2 separate regions of the Gossypium hirsutum genome follow, and region 2 is linked to region 1. Evidence: chromatin contacts called from public Hi-C data. All regions are on one chromosome and are shown on one strand. Each heading gives the region's core, a stretch centred on a gene start, on an enhancer-like site or on the middle of the called end of the contact. The rest is flanking DNA. Distances are from core to core; before and after follow the strand shown. Region 1 holds the start of LOC107934799 (transcription factor bHLH30). Region 2 holds the start of LOC107934786 (probable transmembrane ascorbate ferrireductase 4).

Evidence for each region. A called contact is a pair of places that touch in the nucleus more often than the background predicts.
Region 2: a Hi-C map of leaf shows a contact between it and region 1, with 1.8 times the contacts expected there. The contact joins the promoter of LOC107934786 here to the promoter of LOC107934799 in region 1. A contact is called at or near these places in 2 of 34 Hi-C or Micro-C datasets (both in leaf).

The regions. Positions count from the first base shown.
Region 1 is chrA12:96,040,843-96,043,542 of Gossypium_hirsutum_v2.1, reverse strand. LOC107934799 (transcription factor bHLH30) reads left to right here and starts at 1,286. Exons shown (of 3, transcript XM_016867310.2): 1 at 1,286-1,990; 2 at 2,209-2,700. The coding sequence starts at 2,234.
Region 2 is chrA12:96,211,239-96,213,938 of Gossypium_hirsutum_v2.1, reverse strand. LOC107934786 (probable transmembrane ascorbate ferrireductase 4) reads left to right here and starts at 1,348. Exons shown (of 4, transcript XM_016867291.2): 1 at 1,348-2,109; 2 at 2,197-2,248; 3 at 2,321-2,517. The coding sequence starts at 1,936.

The DNA of each region.
Region 1 (2,700 bases), core at 37-2,536:
TTGGACTTGAGAAACAACACTCCTACACTAATAATTAATGGAGAAGTGCCCAGAATTCCCTTTGCACTATATAATACATATGGTCGTAGAGGGTCATTAGAGAAGGAAGGCAAGCCATGGATAAATTCACATATGTAACCGAAACCCAGAAGGGTCGTGAAATTGAAGAGCAGCTGAAGAGGTAGAGAGAGAGAGAGAGAGAGGAGGGGGGGGCCAGGAAGGTGGAGTGTGTTCCAAGACACAATGATTACATGGTCTTGGGGAAGCAGAAAGGGTGGCGTGGAAATAGCCAAGAGTGTTGAAGAACGTGGGGGCTTGACCGAGGTAGGAAAAGGACGAGGCAATGCAATATGCATCAATATGAAATAAAATGGAAAAAGAAGATAAGGGAAAAAAAGCCTTAATTCACAATTTAGTCCCTAAATATACCAACTTTATCATTTTGGTCCTTAAAAAAAATTTTGTCCCAAATGGGGACCTAACATTATCAGTTTTTCCATATTAGGACCTAAAGTTATTAGTGTTCCAAGTTCAGTCCTAACATTAAAAAACGGCTGAGTCATCCAGCCAATTTTTTTTTGGCACATGTCATATAATGATGTCACGATGACATCATCATCTATTTTTTTTTAAATCTTGAAAAAATATTAAAGAAATACTAAAATTTATAAAATGACAAAAAGTACTGAAAATTATTAGAAATTATAAATAAAAATAAAATTGTAAAAAAAGGGTGAAATAAAAACAAACTGCAAAAACTGAATTAATCATGTTGAAATTCAGGTAAGCTGCCCTAAATAAAGTATAATAAAAAAATAAAAGTTTGGTTAAACATTTCTTCACATTTCGTGCATAATAATAATAATAATAAGTTTCGTTAAACATTTCGTGCATATACTTTCAATCTTTGAAATTATATGGTTTCTTCACATTTCTTTTACTTGGTTAAACATTAAGAAAAATGATTATTTCATGAAATGGTTTAAATTAGATTTTCTAAAAGAAATTTAATGATGATGTCACAATGACATCATCATATGAAATGTGGCGAAAAACAATTGGCTGGATGACACAGCAGGTTTTTTAACGCCAAGAGGACTAAACTGGGAAGACTGATAACATTAGGTCTTGATTTGGGAAAAAAAAGTTTAAGGACTGAAGTAAAAGGAGGAGTATAGTCGAGGGAGTAAAGAGAGGAGAAAGCCAAAAAAGAAAAGAGAAAAGGGTTTAGCTAAGCCTTTTATCATGATGATACTATCAGCCTTTTTGGTCTTTGGTTTGTCGACAGTGTATGTGTTGTGTGTTCACTGTGTTTTGTTTTTGTTTTTGTGTTTCCCATCCCCCACTCGATCTCTCTCTCCAACTGCACTCACAGACACAGAATGTAATTATATACTTTGAACCAATCACAAAAGCAAACTAATATTATTATTTTATAAAGGGAGAGATAGAGAGAGATATACTTTCATGTATAAACTACTACTAATTTTAATTTTACTATAAAACATGTATATAATTAAATAAAGAAAAAGGATCCTGATTGCTACAAGAATGGATAGAGAATGCCTTAGGAAGAAAGCAAAGGAGACTAACAGTGCTTGCAGACTCTATAAATTTAGAGTGGTGGAGAAGAGGGAAGGGCACAGATCGATGATCAGTGACCAAAAAATTAATAAACAAAAAGAAGAAAACAAAGCTACCAAAAAAACACCGAGATAGCATATAGGGAAAAGCAAAGCTTATTTTGAAGCTAAGGATAAAAAAGGGGTCAGTGTATCACCCACAAAGGCACAAAGACCTGCCAGAAACTAACCTACCCCCTCCCCCAAGTGATAGAGATTGAGTTATCCTCTTCCTTCATACTCGAAATCTCCTCTCCCTTTTTGCTTTTCTTTCTTTTTACCACTTACCACCACCTCAACCTCAAACCACATCATTTACAACCATAATTCAGAGACCTCTGCAAACTCCATCTATGTATCAAAGGAAGGTTTGTTTTCTTTCTCTCTTTTCTTTTCTTTTTTCGTAACCCTTTTTCCAATTTATCCTTCCTATACGAAACTGTAAACCAACTTCCTTATTGTATCGCACCACATCGGATAAGGAAGTGATCATCAATACAAAAACTTCATATCTATATGTGTAAATATATGTATTGCAGTTGAATCGATGTTTTTATCTTTTTTTCTCCTTTCCATTTTGAGGCAGATTTAAGAAAGGGAAATATCGAGGGATGTGTGGAAAGAAAGACGAAGATCAGGGAGAGTGTCCTCAAACTATCCATAACATACAAGGTTACCAGGAACAGTTATATATGCAACAACAACATCAACAGATGCAGCAGCAACAGCACAATATTGATTTATTTGGAGGAACTAGGGGAGGGCTGATATTTCCTGAAGTATCTCCCATCCTACCATGGTCTCTCCCCCCGATTCACAATTTCAATCCAGCCCTATTCACTGGAAACCCAGTTCGAGACGATGACCCTTTTTTGGTCCCTCCTCCGCCAACCTCGTATGGGGGTTTATTCAACAGAAGAGCTCCTTCCCTACAGTTTGCATATGATGGCACCTCAGCTGATCATCTAAGGATCTTATCTGACACACTAGGACCGGTGGTTCAACCCGGCTCAGCTCCTTTCGGGCTCCAAGCTGAGCTGGGGAAGATGACCGCTCAAGAAATCATGGATGCTAAGGC
Region 2 (2,700 bases), core at 99-2,598, 170 kb before region 1:
ATGAATTAGACCATATATATCTATTTTTCCTGTCAATTTTCTGAGCCCTGGCCCTGAGGTTGCAGCTCTGAATTGCTTGTAAAAAAGGGGATAAAAATCAAAGCATATATCAGCAGATCACTATGAATAAAAAGATTATGAAGTGACTGCTTGTGAGTCTATTGCTAGACTTGCTTTAGGATCGCAATCGACAATCTTTTTGTCAACCGCTGATGAAATCATCTTTGACCATTAATTTATCATTAATTGCCGTGTCCTTATTTCTTTTATCGGCTATTTTGAAATTTATAATAGTTGGTAAGTGATTATGTCACAAGGAAACTCTACTTCCGGACCATGCATTCCTTCATTCATTGGTCTGCCATAATAATAAACTAATCAAAACTTAAAAAGTTGAAGGAGAAGTACCATCTGGTTTACGCTCATATAACATTTTTCTTATTGAGATAGTTAACGAGATATTATAAATAGATGAAAATAAAATTTAAAAAATGCACTTCGAAGTATTAATTTATTATTATTGACAGTAAAATATACTATTAAAAAGTTGATTGAGTTTTAGTTTAGTTGGTATCGACATTGTTATTAGTGCAAGAGGACGTGAGTTTAAGTGTGTTCAAATATATCATCCTCTTATTTTAAAGTTGGAGAGAGATTATGAATAATTTTAAGTACATTATTCTATTAATTTTAACCTTTTTTCTCTTTTATTAATTTTTTTTAGAACCATAACATCAAACAGCAGTTGATATTACAATGCATGTAGGGTGCTAGAAGTACTTTTACACCTGAGAAACAATCCCAAACAACATGCTTTTAGAACTTAAAGCACTTCTTTGAGCCAAACCGAAAAGCTGGGTAGGTGGCGTTGTGACTTTTAGCTTTTGTAGTTTGGGATGTGAAAATACAAATTGGCCCTCCTCTGTGCTATTTTTGTGTTTTTAATTATCTTCAAGCAAGTTATGATTTAGCTTAATACTTTAAGATGTTTAAGAATGAATATGTGATGAGTTATGCATAGTTTAAATTGGTTTGATGCATGGGGATAATTTAATAGTATTTTTTATTATTAGCAGTTGTTATTGAATTACTTAAATATCATTTAAATTAATTAATTTAATAGTAATTGTTATTATCGAGTTAATAGAAATTGTTATAGGGATTTTTTAATTACTAAAATCATATCTAAAATAAATATTTTAACTTTCGACCACAGTTTTAGACAGTAATATTAAATATCTAAAATTAACAAATTACACTTTTTCAATAACAATATCAAACTAGACGAAATTTTATGAGTAACAAAAAAAACCATTATATATACAAGATTACAAAATCTAACAGTTTACGTAACAACATCAAACAGTACTAACAAAGACAAACTATTGTTGAGGAAGGCAGTTGCTGAGCCATCTACTTGAGCTCAACTGGCTTTTAAGCCATCCTTCTCTGACAGCTGAACTTGAATGAAGTGGAGTGATCTTAAATTTGTTAGGAAGGTCAAAATGTATATGGATTGGATTTTGAATGCAAGAATTTCATTAATCCCTAATCAAGAAGCCCAGAAACTGTCCAAAAAAGGAGCCCAACAATAATGAAGATGTTATTATAGATATAGTAGTTCAGGGCTCCAGTCATAATGCAGTAGCAACGCCATTGCCCCACTATCAGCTCATAGTCTTTTTTTTTTTTTGGCCTTTTTGATCGTTTGATCCATTTATAAATTTCATTGTCCTGGTTTATCATAGGAGGATTACAGGGAATCTTATCAAAGGCAGTAAATAAAATATAGAAACTTTCCATATAAAGTATTGTTAAAGGTCTCATGTCTTTGGTCCTTTACTCTTTGCAGCCTGCTAGATCTGAGAGTGTGTGTCGGTAGCTATCCTCTCGCCACTTCACTCATCAGCTCAGCTGTACTCAAACTGAAGTTGCATGTTTCTAAACAAGCCCATGGCTGCAGTTTCTCCACCTTTGGTTCCGCCTCTCTTATTTGCTAGAATATCAGGGATCCTAGTGGCAGCTTTGGTCCTCTCGTGGGCTCTTCTTTTCAAGTCTAGCTTCCTTCCTCACTCTTCTTTACCCTCCCAAGAAGACCTCATCTATGCAGTGAGTATTTATTTATCACTCCATTCTCTACTTAATTACTTCACATTTCCTTTTGCAGCCTTTGAAAGTTATCTGTGTTGCTTACAGGTCCTCCATCCTTTGCTCATGGTTATTGGCTTCATTCTCATAAGTGGGGAAGGTAAATCAGAAAATGAAGTGAAAATAGATTATTCTTTTTTTCAAACAATTGAAAGTTCTTCTTTCTTTTCAGCTATATTGATACACAGGTGGTTGCCTGGTTCAAGGAATTTGAAGAAATCTGTGCATTTGTGCCTTCAAGGGGTGGCTTTAGGTTGTGGGGTTTTTGGGATTTGGACAAAGTTCCATGGACAAGATGGCATTGTGGCTAATTTTTTCAGCCTGCATTCTTGGATGGGTTTGATCTGTGTCAGCCTGTTTGGAGCTCAGGTTCTATTCTTCAACCACTCAATCATTTTTTGTTCCTATTTCTTTCTTCAAAAATGGTCCCTTAAGTTTTCTTTACTGATAAATACATTCCAGGGGCAAGTTAATTACAGTAAACTTACCGGAAACTGTAATCACAATTCACACTTCTTTTTTCTTTTCTTTTTTTTTATCTACTGGGAAACA